Linked DNA regions of Mus musculus: regions 2, 3, 4, 5, 6 and 7 are each linked to region 1. Evidence: chromatin contacts called from public HiChIP or PLAC-seq and promoter capture Hi-C data. All regions are on one chromosome and are shown on one strand. The core of a region is the stretch at or near the end of the contact, and the rest is flanking DNA. Distances in the headings are between cores, read along the strand shown.

The links. Promoter capture Hi-C pulls out the DNA fragments that hold promoters and counts their contacts. HiChIP or PLAC-seq counts read pairs in DNA pulled down with a chosen protein or histone mark. Capture Hi-C pulls out chosen DNA fragments and counts their contacts.
Region 2: a contact with region 1 is called in a promoter capture Hi-C map of pre-B cells, with 7 times the contacts expected there. The contact joins the promoter of Ptpn18 here to the promoter of Arid5a in region 1. A contact is called at or near these places in 5 of 39 promoter capture datasets (the C10 cell line, cranial neural crest, embryonic stem cells and 2 more) and 1 of 115 datasets of contacts at active chromatin or transcription factors (large pre-B cells).
Region 3: a contact with region 1 is called in an H3K4me3 HiChIP or PLAC-seq map of pro-B cells, with 7 times the contacts expected there. The contact joins the enhancer-like site here to the promoter of Arid5a in region 1. A contact is called at or near these places in 3 of 39 promoter capture datasets (the C10 cell line, hippocampal neurons and pre-B cells) and 2 of 115 datasets of contacts at active chromatin or transcription factors (embryonic stem cells and pro-B cells).
Region 4: a promoter capture Hi-C map of embryonic stem cells shows a contact between it and region 1, with 5 times the contacts expected there. The contact joins the promoter of Amer3 here to the promoter of Arid5a in region 1. A contact is called at or near these places in 2 of 39 promoter capture datasets (embryonic stem cells and hippocampal neurons) and 1 of 115 datasets of contacts at active chromatin or transcription factors (astrocytes).
Region 5: a contact with region 1 is called in a promoter capture Hi-C map of adipose tissue, with 3 times the contacts expected there. The contact joins the promoter of Mrpl30 here to the promoter of Arid5a in region 1. A contact is called at or near these places in 1 of 484 Hi-C or Micro-C datasets (CD4 T cells) and 1 of 9 other capture datasets (adipose tissue).
Region 6: an H3K27ac HiChIP or PLAC-seq map of thymic regulatory T cells shows a contact between it and region 1, with 6 times the contacts expected there. The contact joins the enhancer-like site here to the promoter of Arid5a in region 1. A contact is called at or near these places in 3 of 39 promoter capture datasets (the 3T3-L1 cell line, embryonic stem cells and second pharyngeal arch cranial neural crest), 1 of 484 Hi-C or Micro-C datasets (cortical neurons), 5 of 115 datasets of contacts at active chromatin or transcription factors (acute myeloid leukemia, astrocytes, embryonic stem cells and 2 more) and 1 of 9 other capture datasets (macrophages).
Region 7: an HNF4G HiChIP or PLAC-seq map of pancreatic cancer cells shows a contact between it and region 1. The contact joins the promoter of 4930556I23Rik here to the promoter of Arid5a in region 1. A contact is called at or near these places in 2 of 39 promoter capture datasets (liver and pre-B cells) and 1 of 115 datasets of contacts at active chromatin or transcription factors (pancreatic cancer cells).

Annotation. Positions count from the first base shown.
Region 1 is chr1:36,306,273-36,309,101 of GRCm38.p6, reverse strand. It overlaps Arid5a (AT rich interactive domain 5A (MRF1-like)), which reads right to left and starts at 1,369. Exons shown (of 7, transcript NM_001172205.1): 1 at 1,266-1,369. The coding sequence starts at 1,269.
Region 2 is chr1:34,458,300-34,461,128 of GRCm38.p6, reverse strand. Ptpn18 (protein tyrosine phosphatase, non-receptor type 18) reads right to left here and starts at 1,383. Exons shown (of 15, transcript NM_011206.2): 1 at 1,213-1,383. The coding sequence starts at 1,305. Gm32504 (a long non-coding RNA gene) reads left to right here and starts at 94. Exons shown (of 4, transcript XR_373299.3): 1 at 94-1,370; 2 at 1,466-1,708; 3 at 1,865-2,829.
Region 3 is chr1:34,477,814-34,480,642 of GRCm38.p6, reverse strand. It overlaps 4930568A12Rik (a long non-coding RNA gene), which reads left to right. Exons shown (of 6, transcript XR_865327.2): 4 at 1-45; 5 at 408-487. Among named protein-coding and RNA genes, the nearest start is that of Gm32566, 5.1 kb to the left of the region's middle. Within about 2 kb of position 1,437, at least 63 of the 459 cell types and tissues checked have an H3K27ac peak or open chromatin away from gene starts, as enhancers often do. A contact at or near this core is called in pre-B cells and pro-B cells, where this site is marked.
Region 4 is chr1:34,578,292-34,581,120 of GRCm38.p6, reverse strand. Amer3 (APC membrane recruitment 3) reads right to left here and starts at 1,428. Exons shown (of 2, transcript NM_213727.2): 1 at 1,355-1,428.
Region 5 is chr1:37,889,008-37,891,836 of GRCm38.p6, reverse strand. Mrpl30 (mitochondrial ribosomal protein L30) reads right to left here and starts at 1,360. Exons shown (of 6, transcript NM_027098.3): 1 at 1,253-1,360. Mitd1 (MIT, microtubule interacting and transport, domain containing 1) reads left to right here and starts at 1,426. Exons shown (of 7, transcript NM_026913.3): 1 at 1,426-1,677. The coding sequence starts at 1,527.
Region 6 is chr1:34,824,936-34,827,764 of GRCm38.p6, reverse strand. All of the region lies in intron 3 of Fam168b (family with sequence similarity 168, member B), which reads left to right. Among named protein-coding and RNA genes, the nearest start is that of Fam168b, 17 kb to the left of the region's middle. Within about 2 kb of position 1,359, at least 11 of the 459 cell types and tissues checked have an H3K27ac peak or open chromatin away from gene starts, as enhancers often do. A contact at or near this core is called in thymic regulatory T cells, where this site is marked.
Region 7 is chr1:37,613,131-37,615,959 of GRCm38.p6, reverse strand. 4930556I23Rik (a long non-coding RNA gene) reads right to left here and starts at 1,453. Exons shown (of 2, transcript XR_373329.1): 1 at 1,393-1,453; 2 at 587-1,061. Cracdl (capping protein inhibiting regulator of actin like) reads left to right here. Exons shown (of 10, transcript NM_028096.1): 8 at 1,292-1,479; 9 at 2,479-2,623.

The DNA.
Region 1 (2,829 bases), core at 120-2,619:
AGATCAGCTTCCCACCGAGGGCAGCGGAAGGCCACTAGGAAAGAAGAGAAAGAGCAAGGAGTTTTTGAAGCCTGGTCCTCCCTCACTGTCAGACCTTAGTCTGTCTCTATGCCTCAGTTTCTCTGTAATAGAAGACGGGGTGGGGTATATAATTCTAGGCCATTCTGCCTCTGTCACTTCAAGTTCTAGGCCAAGCAGTCATTTAGGACACTAACTGCTGTAGAGACAGACCCTCTAGCTTAACATTCCTCACCCTCCCCTGCCCAGGCATCCATCCTCTTTAGACACTGAGATCCTTAGATTTGCATCAATTCCCAGCAGTGCCCGCGGGGCGGGGCAAGGAGCACCTGTTACACTCATCTGAAATGAAAGACTCTGCAAACTAGGGGATACAGCCTGAGCAGCACAATTTGGGATTAATTTGAGGCCTTCCCGGCCTACGGTTGGCCCCACTGTGCCTGTGGGTTAGGTGTGGGATGTGACCCCGGCCAGGGAGCAACGCCTGGGTAGTGAGTGCAAAGGGCCACAGATCGGTGGTGTGGTTGTGCCCCTAGTTCGCAATAAGAGCAAAGCCAAACTTGTTCGTCGCACTCTGGCAGCCTGAGCTTCTGCCCTCGGTCCACTAAACACCCCCAGTCCAGGGCCATCACCCTGTCCCTTTGAAGAGACCCGAGGGAAAAGAGGGAAACTCAGAAGATCAGGCGGGTAAAAAGAAACCGTCTTTCCTGCTGGGGGTTGGAAAGAAAAAGAAACAAAAAGAAAAAGGAAAGAGAAGAGAGAAGGAGCAGGGGATCTGAAGCGTGTGACCGTCAAACCATCAGCATGTCCCTTGGCAGAAAAGAGGAACCGTTGATTCTTCAAAGCGCATTGAGCAATTTCTTCAAAACCCGCGCAGTCACTTTCAGGAATCGCGGCCGCAGTGGGAAGCGCTGCGCGCGGCCCGGGCGCCTCGGTTTCTGAGAAGCGAAGCGCTGGGCTGGCACGGGGCAGGGAGGGGCCCGCGGCCGAGAAGCTGCTGCTGACAGCTGTCACAACAAATGGGCCCAGAGCAGCTCGAGATTGAAACCGCAGCAGGAAGTGTGGGCGGCTCAGTGAATTTCAGTCCAGACTCGGAGAGGAGAGTTTCGAGATAAACGCCTGGGAAGCCCCTGGCCGCCCCGACTTTCCACGAGAAGAGAGCACGCAGACATTCGGGTTACCCTGAGAGCCACGATCGCTCTGGGACCCCAGCCCTCTGACCCCGGCGCCGCCCGCCAGCCGCTTACCCATGGCCCAGCGAGAGCGCGCGTCGCTATGCAGAGACCCTCTACACGCACAGCCGTCCTGTCCCAGCGCTCTCGGCGCGACTGACTACCGGCGCCGCTCGACTGCCTCCTCCCCCGCGGACCCGCCCATGGACCCGCCCCCCCCCAGCGCTCTGGGCGCCCATTGGTGAATCCTATTTTCTAGAGCGGAGCAGACTCCGCCCCCTTAGACCCGAGGACGTCTGGGAGTTGTAGTGTGCGCCCACTTTGCAGCTAGGGGCTGATGTAAGAAACTCAAGAATCAACTGCTGTCGCATGTCTGTTGGTTTCCCTAGAGGCAAAACTAGAGTCTTAGAAAAACTGCCCGCTCTTTGTAGCTTGCCAAAGACTGGGTGGGGTTAAATAAAGTGCTTCTGGCTTTTACCTGAAGTGGTCCTGGCCGGTTCCATCCTTTCCAACTTTACACAGTAAGTACTGTTAGCCTACCAGAGGCCAATCTAGAAAGTCTGTGGTCCAGGCCTAATGCCCAAAATGCCCATGTCTACATATGTCATGTAGACTGAGTGAAAGCCACAAGATGGACCGTGCAAAGAGGAAGTGAACGAGTTGAGGGTGAATGTGGACAAGATTAGTAGAGAGAACAGTCATTTGGACCCGTGTGGGTTATAGAAGATGACGCTAAAACTTGAGATTTAAAAGCAGAAAGCCTTATTAGCTTGAACTCGAACTCTGTTCCTATTATGTAGTTAGTATCCCCGGAATCAAATTCTGTTGATTAACTATAATACTCATACAGCTCGGTGCATTTCATACCATCATTATCTTCATTATATAGAGCAAAACAGGCCTGGGTGATTAATTAGCTCATATTACTGGTCGGTGGTAGGGCTAGAGAATTGGGGCACAGAGGAAGGCTTCATAGTTAGCCCCCAACATTTTAGTGTTCCCCTTCACACTGAACAAATGGACAGTCTGCATTTGATGACTTTGACCCTCTGGGCTTTATCCATAAGCTCTGGAATGGCAGATCTGCAAGCTCAGCCTGGAGCAGACACCAGTGAGCTTGGTGGATAATTGTAATAAACCAGTGCTTGCCGATCTGGTAACAGGCAATATTGTGGTTGATATTTATTAACTGCTCAGAATAACGAGCAGAACAATGATTGTAACAGTGCCTCCCACATCCAAGATTACAAACCCCAGTCCACCCCAAGAGATCCAAGACTCTAGCAGAGATGCAATCTACCAAGAGATACCACCTGGAAACTTCACAGGCTTCTAGTCACTGTGTTCATTTGGTAAGGGTCGATTGGTTGGGTTAGCTACAGTGCCAGGTTAGGTATGGAGATCTGCACGCTGCCTTCAGTGTTGCAGTATAGACCATCCACTACCTCCTGGATTGGATACATCTATCAATGAGGCACTCACTACCTTTCAAAGCCACAGCTAATCCGACCTCTGAAAAGGAGGATCCTACCGTCCAGGCAGGAGAGCTCACTCTCAGGCAGTGCTGTTTGTGCAAAGCCTCAGCAAGTCAACACCTGTCTCGGGCAACCTGCGAACAATAAGATCTAAATTTAATTGT
Region 2 (2,829 bases), core at 134-2,633, 1.8 Mb after region 1:
TTTGTTTGTTTGTTTTGCTTATTTAGTTAGTTGGGGTTATTTTTTTTGTTTGGTTGGTTTTTTTATTGTTTTAGAGACAAGGTCTTCCTACATATCCCTGGCTGTCCTGGAGTTCACTGTGTAGACCAGACTGACCTCAGACTTACAGTAACCTTCCTTTCCCTGCCTCCAAGTGCTAGGATTAAAGGCATGCACCACCACCAGAGTTTCACTGTTACTGGTTTACATATTGGCCTGTGTAAACTATCTTTTTCATTCTTTGAAACAATCTCCAGAGTATTCCAGAGTGGTCACAAAATTATGTAATTCAGGCTGGCCTTGAACTCATGGTTATCCCCCGGTTTTAGGCTACCAACTGCTAGAATTACAGGCATGTGCCACCATGCCAGGCTGTAAGTGATCATTTAATGTCACACTTATTTTTATATCATTGTCATTTACATTTCTAAGTTTGAGATAGTGTATTACGTATTTGGATCATGTCACTCTATTTAAAATACGTCATTACATGTTGTGTGCCATGGCTGTTGAGTGGCAGTAGCTCTCACAAGCTTGATTGGCCCGAGGTAACGTTTACAACCTTTGTAAACCATGTTAAAGGCAGGTGCATACAGTTAATATAGCCAGTGAATACCCAACGCGTGCTAGGTGCATCTACCCAAACCACCTAATTTTCAAACCGGCTTGTCTTTTATCATTCACAATTCAAAACAGGTGAAAATGAAGTCAGAGCTCCCAGGGCCACAGTTCTGAAAAGCCCTAGGATAGACTGGTAACGCGAAACCTAGGCTAGGCTACAAGTTTCCTCGTTCCTCTTTCTGCTGCCCCAAACCACTTCCTCCCTGGGATTACAAGGTGACCCAGGAGTGGCCCGGGTTGGGGACTCGAGTCCAGCGCAGGTGTGTTGCCTCCCTCCACGGCGGAAGCCACGGCCCCGCTAGGGAGAAGATTGCACCGGGAGCTCGACACCGACACCTGAGTGTGTCTGGCTCCTCCTAAACAGTAGCCGTCTTCACCCTCTGGGCACCTGTGGGCAAAGTGCGGAAGGCTGGGAGAGTCAGGGTGAGAGAAGTGCGGGAAGAGGAAAGCCGAGAGCAGGAGGGAGGAGACGCCCCGGGAGCTGAGAGGAAAAGGCAGAGCTTTCATATTGCACAGGTGGACAGCCGTGGGGAGCGCCTGGCTGCGAAGCTTGATGGCTGGAGTGTCACTCACGCTGAACTCACGAGCGAGGATTGCCCCCTCCCGGTAGTCCCGGGCCTCCAGCTGCTCCAAGAAGCTCCTCACCAAGTCCGTATGGCGACTCATGCTGCGACCCGCTCTGAGGTCTCCCACAAGGAGTGATCCGACTCCGAGAATTTAGCCACTGCGAGGTGGGGCCTCCATTCCAGCAGCCAATGAAGACCGGTAATTGGCAGGCTCCTCGGCCAATGGCACTAGGAGTTCACTCCGTTCGTCCCGCCCATAGGTGCTGGCTGCCACCGCAGCCGAACTGGCCGTCCAAGTAGCTGCGGGTCCCGCAATTCCCCACTGGCGCCTCGGGTGCTTCGGCTGCCGTGAAGCTGGTGGAGTCCGCACGGAACGCTCAGTCCCATTGGCCTTTCCAGGGGGATGGCTGCGCTCTCAATCTCGCAGGCCGGGTTCCCAAGGTTGCTCCGGAGTCCTGCGAGCGCTGAGGTTCACAGTCGTGCGACAGCGGAATATGAGAGAGGTCGGGGACTTCGAATAAATATATTCCCTGCACTTTGCTCTGGGAAAAGGCCTATTTCTGAGGGTAGGGGGTGTGATTTCACTTTTGGAACCTGCTGGAAAAGCGGGGACACCAGGATTCAGTCCTAACTTGTGGATCTTAACCCATACCCCTCAGGGAGGAAGAGACTAGAGAGGCATTGGGAGGAAAAGTGGTCTCAACACTCACTCCGTCCCCCTTCAGGAGTTTGAAGAAGATCTTATGCTGAAGCTCCTGGGGTCCTGGAGACTAAAGACTGGAGAAGAGCCGTGCTAAGGTTTGTAGCTGAATTGGTAGAGTGCCTGTCCCAGCATTCACAAGGTGGAGGCAAGAAAATCAGAAAGTCAAGGTCACCCTAGCTTACATTGTGAATTCAAAGTTAGCTTGTGATGAAATCCTGTCTCAAAGTTAAAAAAAAAAATGGAAGAAAGGAAGGAAGGAAGGAAGGGAGAGAGAGAGAGAGAGAGAGAGAGAGAGAAAGGAAAATGTTTTAATGATGGTGGAATGGTTCAGTAGGTAAATGCCTTGCCACTAAATAAACATGACAACCTGGATTTGATACCTAGGACCCACATGGTGGAAGGAGAAAATCGACTCCAGAGTGTTGTCCTTGGACAACTACACAGGCTCTATAGTGAGGGTGTATCTCCCTACACACAAAAGAAAATAAAAGGGGGTTCTTTCCAAAACAGGCTTCAGCAGATGGAGTAGCACCACCTGCAAGGGAACCAAAGAATTTCAAGCATTGCCAACTCTCTGTTGAGGGAGGGCTCTGAGGAGATCCGTTTGGGGTCGTGTGCAAAAGTAGGGCTAAGGCGAATTGAAAGTGCTTTAAGCATGCTGAGCGGAGCGGTGGTGGCACACGCCTTTAACCCCAGCACTTGGGAGGCAGAAGCAGGTGGATTTCTGAGTTCGAGGGCAGCCTGGTCCACAGAGTGAGTTCCAGGACACCCAGGGCTATACAGAGAAATCCTGTCTCGAAAAACCAAAAAAAGAAGTGCTTTAAGTCACTGGAAGATGAGTGGGATCATTGGTAAAAGGCTGTCAACTTGGTCATCACAGTGTTTAAATGAAGGAATGGATAGCATCTTTAAAAGCCAGAC
Region 3 (2,829 bases), core at 188-2,687, 1.8 Mb after region 1:
CCCATCTTAATGGCAAGGATCACAAGTTTGGCCACATGCCTTACAGTAAGTCAAGGACGGAGCCCCATCCTGATGTGGGATTTTGAGAGTTAGGGGAGGGTACCTTAGAAATTGAAGACAAATTTTAAACAGTGGGTACTTGTCATGTGTTTGGGGAGTGTTGTTCATTGGTAGAGTACAAGTGTATCATGGGAGACTCTGAGTTAAGTCCCTAGCTTAAAAGAAGTTACATGCAGCCAGGTGATGTGGCACACCTTTAATTCAAAGGCAGAGGCAGACAAATCTCTGACTTCTAGGCTAACCTGGTTTACAGTTCCAGGATAGCTAGGACTGAGAAACCTGAGGGGGGGGGGGAGAGAATTACACTTCTTTGTTTCTTCACTCAGAAATGTTTCTATGTATTCGAGACAGATGGGCTTCAATCTAGATCTCAGCATCCTGCCTCAGCATCCTAGGGTTCAAGGATAATTGTGCACCACCACGCCCTGTGAGTACATGCCTCTTTTTCATTCACATGTATGTATGTGTGGTGTGTGCATATGAGAGAAGGAAAGACCCATCCTGAATGTGGGCAGCCGACCTCATGGGCATGGACTTAAAGGAACGAGAAAGTGAGCTGAGTACCAGTGTTCATCTCTGTCAGCTTCTTAATAACGAGGCCATAGCAAAGGCCAGCTGCCTCAGCGCTCCTGCTGACATGCCTTTCCCACCAGGGTGGACTATGGACCCTGAAGCCCTGAGCCCAAATACCCTTATTCCCTTAAACTGCTCCTTGACAGCAATTTGACCACCACAACCAGAAAAGTGGTTAGCACATGTGCTTAGACTCACTGAAAACAAAACAGGAGCCACATTGTTATACATTGTTACTAACACTCCACACCTTCCAAGACTCAGCTTCTGTTTCCTAAACCTAAGAAACCCTGCAAACTGTTTTCAACCTATGCTGAACCTGTAACCCCATAATGGATGCCCACCCCCATTGCCTTGCTAAATTCCTGGACACTCATGGTGGCTCCCATTCCACCCGATGTATTCCTGCTCTATCTACCCCACAAACAGCCTTGAGCCCCCTGTGCTCCTGCTCTTTCTGGCTAGGTGCTAACAGCCAATCATCCCAACAGCTGTTCTCTATCAGCTCTAACCCTTCCCTATAAAGCAGCCAGTGAGGGGCTGTTCTCTGAAACTCCGACTTAGGGGAAGGCAGCCATGTGGCCGATCTAAATAAAGCTTACTTAATCAGACAGTCATGGAAATGTTTTTCCCTTGGGTCTAACACCGTCAGCTTTGGGTTTTGTGACCCCGAGGAGCAGGCACTCTATGGTAATGCTCCTTTTTGGTGCAAACCCTAGAAGAAGCCCCACTACCCTGTCTCTCCTTCGGCTGGTCAGACCTAAGTCAGTCCTCTGTTTGCTTTCTGCCCTTTTGCACTGATGTCTTGGCACTTGACACTTCGGTGACCATTTATTGCTTCCTCTTCCTGTACTCGGTATCTAGAAAACATGGTGCTTTTCAAGTTTTAAAAACTGATAAGTGTTCCGGGGAAGTGACACATGCCTTTAACCACACACACACACACACACACACACACACACACACACACACACACACACACACTCACACCATTTTAAATGTAAGCACCACAAACGACATAGATGTGGCTACTTCCTTTCTGAGTCTGGCTTCATTTGAGTATCGTAATAGGTTCCAGTCACAATCACACCCTGCAAATGTCATGCCTTAACTTTTCCCCACGGCTGCATTGGACTCTATTGTGCATATGTACCACATTTTTAAAAATCCATTCATCTGTTGATGGATCTCTTTGCTGCTCTAATTTCTGGCTACAGTACCCTGTATATCTACAAGCATGAATGCTCAAGTATCCATAACATGTCAACTAAGAGTCCTTCAGGTTTGCACCCAAGAATGGTATAGCTGGGGCATTTGGCAGTTCTATTTTCAATCTGTTAAGGAGCTTCCGGCCTGATTTCCATAGAGGCCACACAAGTTTACATTCCCACCCATGTTGGACATAGAGTCCTCTTTCCCCCACATCCTCACCCGCACTTTGTTTTCTTGATGCTGGACATTCTGCCTGAGACAAGACAAACTCGCAAAGGAGTGTTAATTTGCAGTTCCCTGATAGCTAAGGATGTTGAACACATTTTCAAGCATTAATTTGGCTATTTGTGTTTCTACTTGTTTTGTTTAAATTATAATTGATAGGCATCATTCTATAAAATGATGCAGAGTCTCCCATGGATATAGGTTCATGGAGGAAAATATTCATAACACATATATTTTAAATGTCTGAATGCTGAATGGTGGTGGTACACACCTTTAATCCTAGCACTCAGGAGGCAGGGGACAGCCAGATCTCTGTGAGTTCAAGACTAGCCTGGTCTACAGAGTGAGTTCCAAAAATAATGCAGTCAAGTACTGCTTGCTGAATGTGTGTGTGTGTGTGTGTGTGTGTGTGTGTGTGTGTGTCACACACAATTTTTTTTTAATTTGGTTTTTTTTTCGAGACAGGGTTTCTCTGTGTAGCCCTGGCTGTCCTGGAACTCACTTTGTAGACCAGGCTGGCCTTGAACTCAGAAATCTGCCTGTCTCTGCCTCCCAAGTGCTGGGGTTAAAGGCGTGCGCCACCACCGCCCAGCTATCACTTACAATTTTAAGGTGCCAGACAGACAAATGTTCTAAGTAGGGATCACACAGGGGATGGACGGACAAATCTGACACAGGGGATGAACGGACAAATCTGACAAATCTGACAAATCTTTCATCGGAAAAATCACAGTCTATACCCTGGTTCCCCCAGGACCT
Region 4 (2,829 bases), core at 179-2,678, 1.7 Mb after region 1:
TACTTCTACAAACGCAATTTATGCTAATAATTTTCAAAGACAGGCCCCCAACTACACTAAGCAGCCTCTCACCTCTAATATGAACCTTTGCATTCCATGAGCTCAGAACCCATGCAGGACACTTATTTAATCCATTCTCTTTCAAGGATGTGAAAACCTAAAAGACAGCAGAAGACCAAGGAGACACAGAAAGTGCATTCTAGACAGTGGACACACCCTGCAAAAGGCCCCAAGGAAAAGAGACATATAAACATGGATGCAGCGGTGACTGAAAGAGCAATGGGAACAGGCCAGGAGATCAGTCAGGAGGCCATAGCTGACCCAAGGACCCTGGACGGAGTGTGAGGAGCTACAGGTGAAAGTGGAAACTTGGGACAAGAGAGAATGGGGGGAAAGGAATGTGAATCTGAAACTACATCAGAGATCAGCAGAAAGGCGATCATGGAGATGTTCGTGTCTGCTTCTGACTCTCAGCACACCAGGACAGGAGTTTACTACAAAATTAACACTTCACGAAGCGACCTCTCTATTTTTTCCATATAGTGACAATTTTTTGATCAGTTATCTCGGATTTTCTAACCCCTCCCCCCCCCCGAATGTAATTCTGTACCTTCTTTTCTTTTAGTATGGAAAAAAATCTTATAGAGCAAAATTAAGAAGAAAAACAAGTGACCACATGGCCTGTAGTTTTAGCATTTGAAATGCTCGCCCCTCCCCTCCCCCAAACCCTAGCAGGTCACAGCGGGCTGTTAAGTATGAAGAGGTGTCATATTTAAAGAAGAGCAGCCCTAGATGAGGTACCTTGCCCAGCGACTTCATTGGTGTTGGGGAGGAGGTAGCAAAGGCTAGGGGGCAGTAGTTTGTCTCTGTGGCAGAGTGCCTTGTTGCTGGTGTGGTGAAGGCCCAAGTGACATGGAAAAGCTCTCGTGTTCTGGGATGGGGGTGGGGATGGTAATAAAGCAGAAATAGAATCTGCAGCGAGAACCACCCACTCCCACACTGGGGAGACAATGGGCCCTATGGGTGAGGGTCCTGGCCCACGTCCTCCTAGAGAGCTCTGCCAAATGGACAGATGGACCACTATAATCTTACTTGTTCTTCCCCAGACCCCTCGTCGCGGTGACAGGGTTTTTCGCATTCCCTAACCTAAACCTAACCCAGTCACTGAGCTCAGCTCCAGGCCCCGCGCATCCTCTCTGGGCGCCGCGGAGTGGAGGCAGTGCCCATCTAGGGCCCCTTCACTCTCCCACCCATCACAGAGAATGCATTCAAACATTTCCCGGTCCCCCCTAGCTCCCGATGAGGACCAGCGAGGCAGGGACCAACGCAGCCTCTCGGGGCCTCAGCCACTTACCGCCGGGGCTGGGGAGTGTCGCAGGGCGCGGCCGTGCCCGAGCCAGGAACGAGTGCGCGCCCGAGCCTCGCGTCAGCACCACGGCCAGCTCCAGGTTCCGCGCCGCCGTTGGGGGCGGGCCTCCGGGCACCCGCGCGCACCACCAGCCTCGGCTCCGCCGCGCTTGGGAGGGCGGTGACCGGAGGACGCTGGCGAGTAGCGGAGGAGCGAGGAGACTTAGCCGCCACTGCGCCGCCGCCACACAGAATTGCTGGCTTTGTTCTAGCTCTCTCCCTCTGCCCACCTAGCTGCTCCCATAATGCTGTGGGTTTTGCATCCCTAAACCCCTTTGGTCCTCAGTCCGGGGGTCCCCGTATACCCGGAGACTACAGGTGTGGGTCCCCCGCCCTCCTGAATCCCGCAGGTCCAGGACCCGCTGACTCCAGCTCTTTCCAAAAGACGATGTCACACACAGCCTCTCTAGCAGTCTTACTGAAGATTCAGGATTCTAAGGCTTGGAAGAATGAGCAAGTCAATGTGGGGAGGAAGAAAATCATAAATTAAAAGAGACATTTCCTTTCCACGCACTTACTGTGTGGTCTGCTGATGCTATCCCCCTGCCGCAGTCTTGAAGATCAAACAGAAACGATTTGGGGAACCCCTCCCGCAGAACTGAGGACGAGGGCCCCCCAGGCTGGTCCAGTGTCCAGGGCTGAGCTGGCAGGTGGGGATAAAGGGTAAAGAAACTCCGCTAGCGTTTAGGCGGTCTTGTCTCCTGCCGGGGTGGAGCCAAGGATGGGAAGCCTAACTGCTTCTGTTTGGGAAAGGCTGATCTCAACAAGGGGCTAGTCACAAGTGTGAGCAGGCTGAAGAGCAGTTGCAAAGGAGCCAGTTAGGATTAGGCTGAGAACCAGGGAATAAGAGGGGTGGTGACTGACAAAGACCACGCACTTCTTTGAGCCAGAAGGCTCCCTCTCTGTCCTACATCTAAAAAGTCCCGCACTCAAGGTTTTTCCAACCTTTTGATCTGCAGTGCTTTGGCAAGCCTTAACCAGTTGAAACTTCTCTCTGCCAGCCAGGGAGATGACCCATTTCTAGGGGAGCTACACGGTTGAATCTTCTTTCTACACAAACCTCCCACTAAGTGTGGTGTGTGTGTGTGTGTGCCCTGTGTGGATGTGTGCACATGCGCATGCGTGGCATAGGCCTGTGGAGGCCAAAGGTTGAGTGTCTGCCTCAACGGTTTTACTTTGTTAATGTCTCTGGAGAGAGTCTTTTGCTGAACCCTGGACGGGAAGCTCATCATTTAGTAGGTCTGGTAGGTCTAATTGACCAAGGATCATCTGATCTTCTTTTTGCCCAACACTCCCCACCACCACACACACACACACAAACACACACTCGAACACACACACACACACACACACACACACACACACACACACACTCACAGAACCATGGGGTTCCTGACCTGCACTGTGGTACCTGGATTTTAT
Region 5 (2,829 bases), core at 111-2,610, 1.6 Mb before region 1:
TCGGCACTCAAGATTCTCTGCTGAAGTTTAATTTCAGATATAAGCAGGCAGCACCATCAAAACTGCTTTTTGTTGTTGTTGTTTTTCCTTTTGGTGAGGGAAGGTACTGGGGATTGAACCCATAGCCTTGCATACAGAATATAAGTGCTCTGAGCTGCAACTCATTTCAATACAGTAGGCATTATTCTTATGTGCGTAGCTTTTGGACCTTGAAGCAATTATACTGCCATCTACTGTACAACAACTTTCCTCTGTACTGTTGCAAATACCAGAAAAATGGGGCTGGAGACATGGCTCAGCAGTTATGAGCACTGGCTGCTCTTCCAGAGGTCCCACATTTAATTCCCGGTGACCACCTGGAAGCTTACAAATGTTTTTTTAACTCTATCTAGTTCCAGGGGATCTGACTATCTTCTGGCCTCCATGGGCACTACACGCACATGGTGTAGATATGACAGGCAAAACACCCATACACATAAAAATAAACTGAAAAATACCATTTATCACATGGGATATATAACCTATTTCTATTTTCTAATATGTTAATATATGAGTATACACAGAAAAACAAAAGGCTGCCAAAACCATTTTTCCTCTCCCTCACCCCGAAAGGTTTGCTGGAGTTTTGTTGTTGTTTTGCTTTTTTACAATGGTTATGCACGTAAACAGCTCTTTACCCCTAAACTACAACACCAGCTCGTAAGTGGTTCTTTAATTAATTTCTCTTTCTAAAGGGTCAAGGTATATATCTATAACGAGGAGTGAACATTCCTGAAAATACAGAACACTGAATTTCCCGTGCAATCAACCGCGTTCTCTGAAATCAACAAATGTCTCTCTTCTTCGAATTCCCAGGACGTAAAGGTAGTAGGCAGCCGTCATAACGGCCTCTCAGCCACCAAAAGCAGCTGCTTTAACAAGTGACAATCACAGGGGCCTGCAAAATCACTGTCTTTAATAAACAGCAACTCCAAAAACTCAGCACTCTAAAATCGCAACATCTTAAAATTAAGCAAGTTTTGCCTTCTTAAAAAAAAATAATAAATTTCACTGACGCTTGGATGGCTCGGACCTAGATCTACACGAGTGAGACTCTCAGAGACACGCGCGTCGCAGCACGACTCGAATAAAGTGACAACCTGGCTGCTTTCAGAAGATCAAGAAATAGGTCTGCGGGACCTCCAACTCGAAACAGAAAGAAAGTCATTTCGTAACTGCAGAGAGAGCCTCTAGCTCCCACGACCGCACTCACCGGCGACCGCTGTGTCCACTCCGAACGTCCCCGCAGCCGGAAGGAGAGGAACAGAGGCAGGTGGACCCAGTGCAACATTCAAACCACGCCGTTGCCGTCACAGACCGTACGGTTCTTTGGTTCCGGGAAAGGTTTTTTTTTTTTTTTGTCCCGGCCCATTCACAACGCGCCATAGAAGACAGCGCAGGCGCAGCGGCGTCACGCGTGCGCTTCCTGGAAGCGCAGTGGGTCAGCTCTTGGAATTTGCTGGCGGTGCCCAGGAGTTGTCACAGTGATGGCTAAGTCCAGCCTGGGACAGGATTCCGATAGCACTGCGGCGGTGGCGGTACTAAAGCGGGCAGTAGAGCTGGATGCAGAGTCCCGGTACCAGCAGGCTCTGGTGTGTTACCAGGAGGGGATTGACATGCTCTTGCAGGTTCTGAAAGGTGAGCGAGTTTCGGTTTCCGCTCTGTCTGGGACTGAGCGGAAACTTAAGAAAACGAAACTTACTAACTACCAGGAAGCATTCAAATTCAGGAGTTATATTCTGATAATCTGCAGGACAACGGAGGTGGTGGCCTTTGCAATAGACCGATGTTATCGCTAAGGACCATAAGAGGCATAACCAAATATAATCTATAAGGCTTGATAGGTCTTGCGTTTGAATCAATTTTATTCTTCGTTGTTGTCAGTTTGTGACATGATTTTTCTCCTTCCTCTGGCTCACCTTCCTGCCCTCACCCCAACTATGATCCATTGAGTTTCACTAGGGTGGAAGTTTGTTTACAGAGCTATGTGCACGTTACCAGCGACTACAGCACTGACTAAATTGTCTCTCCCTCCTCCATCAATGATTATATATTCATTCTCAAGATGGGGGTGCATTCCACGGCCATTTATTCTATGTGCACCAACCAGTTGTCAGTCTCTGCAGTCACTACCCGGTACTGGTGGAAGAGGCTTCTCTGACCATGTGGACTACAGCACTGCTCTATGGGCATAAACATAATGAGGTAGAGGGCAGTTTGGCAGATACATCATGTTGATTTAATAAAACTACAGCAGTAGTAGTACGGCCCCTAGGGCCTAGGACCGCCACAGTCTTGATTTTTAGTTAGGTATAAAGTACCAGATGAGAGTCCCTCTTGTCAAGCAGACTTCACATCCAATCAGAAAGCAGTTGGGTACCACATTTACCACGATTGCGCCAATGGGCTCATCTTTCCCAGATGGTTGGTTTTAACAGAGGGAGTGGCTGAGTAAGACATTTCTCCCCCAGCAGCTTGAGTAGCACCATCCAACACCGTGGTACTATCCAACAAGGAGGACGCTTTCAACCAGCTCCAGTTTGTTCTCGACCTGTGGTCAAGGCATGTGGCATCTTTAGCAATAGGGTCTTATGAATGAGTTTTGATGGACATCCAAAAGCAGGGGCAATCCTGTATTGTTTGGGGGGAACTCACAGCCCACTCTCAGCACTGGGGTGTATCTATCTATCTATCTATCTATCTATTTATTTTTCCTATTTATTTGTTTAGTAAGTTGTGTTTCTGGGAGCAGCTTTATCTATCCACAGAGAATACCTCCACTTAAAAATT
Region 6 (2,829 bases), core at 110-2,609, 1.5 Mb after region 1:
GCACTTTATGTTTAAACAGTGCTCCTGTATATATAATTAACACACTGCCCATAATGTGCATTTGATCATTTCTGCTGTGAAGTGTACATCTATCACAGGTGGCAGGGAACATACCTGTTTGGGCAAATTTGGTTCTGTCAAAGAATCATACATGTGTTTTCTCTTGTTATAGATGAGTTGTGGTTTCTAATTTTTTTGGTAAATGGAATCACACAGAAGGTACTGGGTCATTTTTGGACTGCCGTCTTTTACTGGGCCTAAGTACTTGGACTCTCTTGTGGTAGTACCTGTTCCTCCTTCCTCCCTTCTGTTGTTAGCTTGTGCCCTCTGTATGGAAAACATCAATTGCTTATTTGTTGGTCAGCTAATGGCATTTATACTGCTTGAGTTTGGGAGTTTGTATTTAAAAATTCATTTAGCAAATGAAGTTTTCTGGGTGTTACAACTCTATGGGTATGTGCTTTCATTGTGTTGAGTAACTACAAAGGGGTGAAGAAGCTGATTTAGGGCAGGTAAGAGTCTGCCACAAACAGCCTTCCAGAGTGACCACAATCTCTGTTCCTCTGGGTGTGTGTTTATTAGTTCTAGTCCTCTGTGTCCTAGGCAACTCTAGTATGAGTAGTCTTTCCATCCTAGCTGTATTAGTGGGTATCTAAAGATTTCCCATTGATTTCAACTGTCTTGACAGTAACATTGATCATCTTTTCATGTGTTAGTTTGTCATTTGACTGTCTGGTAAAGGGTTCTGCTTCTGGGCATAGTGGCATAGACCTGCTCCTTCCAGGTACTCTGGAGGCTGATACAGGAGAATCATATATATGTTCAAGGTCTGCCTGAACTACAGGGTGAGTTCAAGGCTAGCCTGCACATCTTAGACTCAGTTTCATATCTTTTTATGTGAATGGGGATGGAGATATGGCTTAGGAGTTGAGAGCAGCTGCTACCGTTGTAAATTTAGGCCCTAGCACCCATGTGGGGCAGCTCATAACAACCTATAACTGCAGTTCCAGGGGTTGACATGCAACAATTAAAATTTAAGTCAATAATGAGTAAAAACAAAGCAGAACAAGAGCTTTGGACAAGGTCAGTGATGGAGAAGTCGCCAGCTTGGGCAAGGCCATGGGTTCAGACCCCACAGCATCCTCCAGAAGGAGAGAGAGTGTGTGCATCTTAAACTCTGTGTCAGTCACTGACTCCATTTTTAAGGCACTTAGTAATTTTATTTTTACAGACTTTGTTTGAAGATCTATTTTTATTTTCTCTGAGCATTTCACTTTTAGCTTGTATAGCTCTGGGTTAAATTGAAGTACGTTTCAGCTGGATCCTTGACTGTGAAAGCTGAGGTAAGCAGTAACAGGAACAGTGGCCAGGGTGCAGCCTCGACCAGGCCTCTTAGCTGTCTTGTGGCTTTGTAGTGCCAGGTTATCTGTGTTGGTGTTGTCAAGAGACTTGGAATAAAGATGCTTCTCCGAATTTGGCTAACGCAGGAATAACTTGGAAGGCTTTGGTGTCCCATCATTTGGTGTGTTGGCGCCTGATGTAAATCAGAGCCGTGCACTCTTCTTTGATGGGTCCTTGAAAAGCTGTCTCCCTTTCACAGGGCCCAGGGAGGAGGGGACTTCCCTATAGTTCTGCTGCTTTCTTGATATGATCGAGCTTAGAGGAAGCCGTCTGCAGGGCTTCTTGGGCACGTTCACAATACTGTGGGGTTTTTTTTTTTTGTATGTGTATGAGTGTTTGCCTGTATAACGTTGTGAGTTTTGGGCTGGCAGAGGTCAGAAGAAGGCACCAGATCCCCTGGAACTGGAGTTAGAGGTGACTGTGAGTTGCCATGTGGGTGCCAGGGCTGACCGAAGAACAGTGAGTGCTCTTTTCCCCTGAGCCATCTCTCCAGCCCCCTTTCTTAATGCAGTTGTAAATGTGTCACAGGAGTCTGAGAACCTTGGGACTTGTGGTGGCTTTGGTGATATATCCTCTTCCATGATCTAAATGGAGATCCATTTATTTTGAACAAATGTGGTCTGCAGACAGATGCATTCAGAGTAGGCTTTTCATGCTCGTAGACTTAATGGGAACTGAACTAGTGAAGGCTTAACTCTTGGTGATTGGTGACATTGTTGGGAATGGTGATCTCGTCCTTGGAACTGTCAATATTGTGGGAGGATCTTGATCAGACTTTGAGCAGGCCTGGCACTTAGTCCTCCTGCCCCTGTCCCACTGAATGCCTCGGGTGCACTGATGATCTGAAAGCCTCAGGAAAAAGTAACTGATTAGTGATTACTGTAGCCCTGGCTAGCCTGGAGCTCACTGTGTAGGCTAGCCTAGACTCAAACTCACAGAGATCTTCCTAACTCCACCTCTCCAGAGTTAAAGGCTCTGCTGGAATTAAAGGCTGTACCACCATGCCCTGCCAGAGCATGTTTTTAAAAGACAAAGAGAGATACACTGCAGCAAGTAATTAGGCAAACACAAATACAGATGCATCTTAGAGCAGGTAACAGTTCCATTAAGCTGGCTATCACAGTGCTTATCTGGCATTGATACTTGTTTATGAAAGGTATTTAACAAGAAATGAAAATAAAACATATGTTTTAAATCCAGAAATATATCTCTGAAATGAGATTCCAGGCTTGCTTAAACAGAAAAAAGCTTATTGTATGACCAACTACTTGAAAGGAAATAGCACTGCAGTGTTGATTGACTGTGGAATTGCAGGAGTCTTCTCTTCCTCTTCAAGGTATATATGCACAGAATCTAACAATCCCTATACGTGTAGAAAGCTTTTTACAATTGAAACAGGGGACTGGGGGTGTGACTGACTCAGTTGGT
Region 7 (2,829 bases), core at 204-2,703, 1.3 Mb before region 1:
ACCCTCCCCTGGGGGTCCCTTCTTGCCAAACCACCTTAGAGGCAGTCTCATATAACTTTTCTGCTCGTTTGAATGTTTTTAACTCTACGTGTACAAGTGTTTGTGCACCGTGTGTCTACCTACCGATGCCAAAGAAGGCAGCGTGACCCGAGGAACCAGAGTTACAGATGGTTGTGAGCCACATGTGGATGCTGGGACTCAACCTCAGGTGCTCAGGCAGAGCAGCCGGCACTCCTCCCTGGGCCCCCCAGCCCTCCTCCCTGGGCCCCCCAGCCCTCCTCCCTGGGCCCCCCAGCCCTCTTTATGCTCATTTTAAAAATGTATCTTTTGGCTCAGATGAAATTATCCAAGTGCAGGTTATAAAGAATTTACCAGAACTATGTCTTGTGCCTTTGGGCTAAGAGGTGACAGAGTGCTCAGTACCCAGCACTGAGCTTTGAGGAGGTGAGAGAGGCTGGCCTGGCCTTCAACAAGCTACTTCTCTGCTCTGATTTCAAACTGGAATGGCAAGTTCCTCGGGTTGTGAATTTAATCTTATCAGAACTGTTCGAGGAATATGTTGTTAGCCAAGAAAATAAAGTTCAAACCCTGAGAAAATGTTCCGTCTGTTTCGAAGAGAGTAGCTGCCTCTGGGATAGGGATGGGAGTGAGGGTGAGACACAGGAAGAGTTCTGCGGGAGCTCCTGGTCACTAAGTGAAGAAATGGCAGGAGAGGGCAAAGAGGGCCCTTTAAAAGAATGTAGAGCAGGAGAAGAAAAACAGCCGGTGTTAACCATGCAGGCCCCAACTTCCTGTGTCAGGTGAAGACAGATGGTTGTAGAAATGGCATCACGTCCCACAAAGGGAATGTTTTTAGCGCGTCAAGTAAATCCGGAGTGGGGGCGGGTGGCTGGTCCCAAATGTAGACTCTTATCAAAGGCATCCTATCTGTGCATACATTCCAGCTCCTCCCAGAGAGAAGGCCCTGGTAGAAATTAGCTCCAAAGTGCACAGGTTGGGGTGGCAGCTGCATCTTGTGGTTTTGGCGGCTCAGACCAGAGGAGGTAATCTATTTGAGACATCTATAGAAGAAAAAAAAAAATGAAGTTTGCTGAAGAGAGGCTTTGGCTCAGGGGGGAATGGGAAGTGGGGGTCTCTCTGAGACTCTACTCCTCAATCCTACCACTCCTCAGCCCCCTGAACCAAGCAAAGCAATATAACACACCTTGTATGGGAGAGAAGCTGTGGGTGGGACTGAAGGGGAGAGTGGGACTATCTGCCTAACATTGCTCCTTCTTGGCCTTTATCACAGAAAAGGGTCAGCCTCCTGCGGCTACAGGTCCTGGGGCTGATGGGCAACCCACCCCACCCTGGATCACCATGGCCCGGCAGAAGAGAAGAGGAGCCCCAGACCTGCCCGTCAACCAGGAAGAGAAACCTGGGTCGAGGATCCTAAAGACAGAAACTGGGAAGCAAGCCAAGGTGGCCGAGAGAGCCCAGGTTACCACTCTTTTTCTGTGGCGTTCGGGGTGGGGGTGGGGTGAGGAGGGCAGCGATCTTGTGAGGGTGTGGTGGGAGCAGGTACCGCTGTGCTCACAGAGGTCCTGCATGAACATCACAGAGATGCCGTGCCTACCGTGATGGCTGACATGCGCAAAGGCAGTACGTCAGCTTGTGGACCCCGTGATGGAGCTAGCTGCCTCTTTGCCTGTGTGGGCTGGTAGAAATGCAGTGGCGCCCGAGGCTGCTCTGGCCTCCTAGGCAACGCAGCTCAGCCTCTGGAAAAAAATTGAAGACAGTTAAAACAACGGCTCCCTTCAGACACACGCTAATATGGTCACCAGCTCCACCTCAGCCCCTTGTGTGATGATAAATGAAGCCTGCTCTGGCTGCTGCCTGCTGGCTTCCCTTTTCCCTCACCTGGGGCTGCACAGCCAAAACCTGGAGTTGCATGTTGTATTCAACTGAAAACAGCTCTCACCAACCCCAACAACTGTGCTGATGCACCCTCTGCTAACCAGTACAATAAATGGGGTTCTGCTGTCTAGGAAAGGGAGCCTGCGCTGCAATAGGACCTGCTTCCCTTCCTGCTAATGCAATCCTCAGTTGTGTCTACACAGCTGAAGACCTGTATGTAGCATTGAGGAGGGGAAATTACAGTGCGAAATGTTAGCCCATTTCAGCTGCTGCCATATAGTGTGTATCATAAAACCATTCCCTACGGCTTTCACATAGAGTCCTCGCTCTATACCATCTGGGGCTGAGACTGGGCTGTCCAGGCAAGCAAGGAGCCACCATGCACACGTGGGCTGCAGGAGGCTGGCACAAGTCAGCTCTGGCATTTTGGTGGGTGATGCCGGTGCACAGAGCCCCTTTCCAGAAAGTGCCAGCAGCAGGGTGCATCTTGGAAGAGACATTTTGTAGCTAAGACACTTGGAGTATTTACCCACTCTGAGTCTGTTATCCTTGGGCAGCACCTGTCATTTTGTGTCTCCGTAGGAGTCTGTGAAGCAGGGTGACTTCGTCCGGAGCAAATCTTTCCTGATGACCCCTGCAAAGCCTGCTGTGACCCAGAGGCAGGGGTCAAAACTGAACCTCAAGGAAGGGCTACAGAGAGGAATCTCACTGTCCCATCAGAACTTGGGTATGAGACTGGCTTTTATTTCCAAATACTTTGGCACACACTCATGCACGCGCACACAGATATATATATTTACACATACACACACACATATATATATTTCTTCCTATGATTGGAGTTTGTGTTATTGAATCATTTTGCCATGTTGAGCAGTGTTTTTTTAATGTAGTCCCCCCCCCCTTTTTTTGAGAAGGAATTTACATGAGATA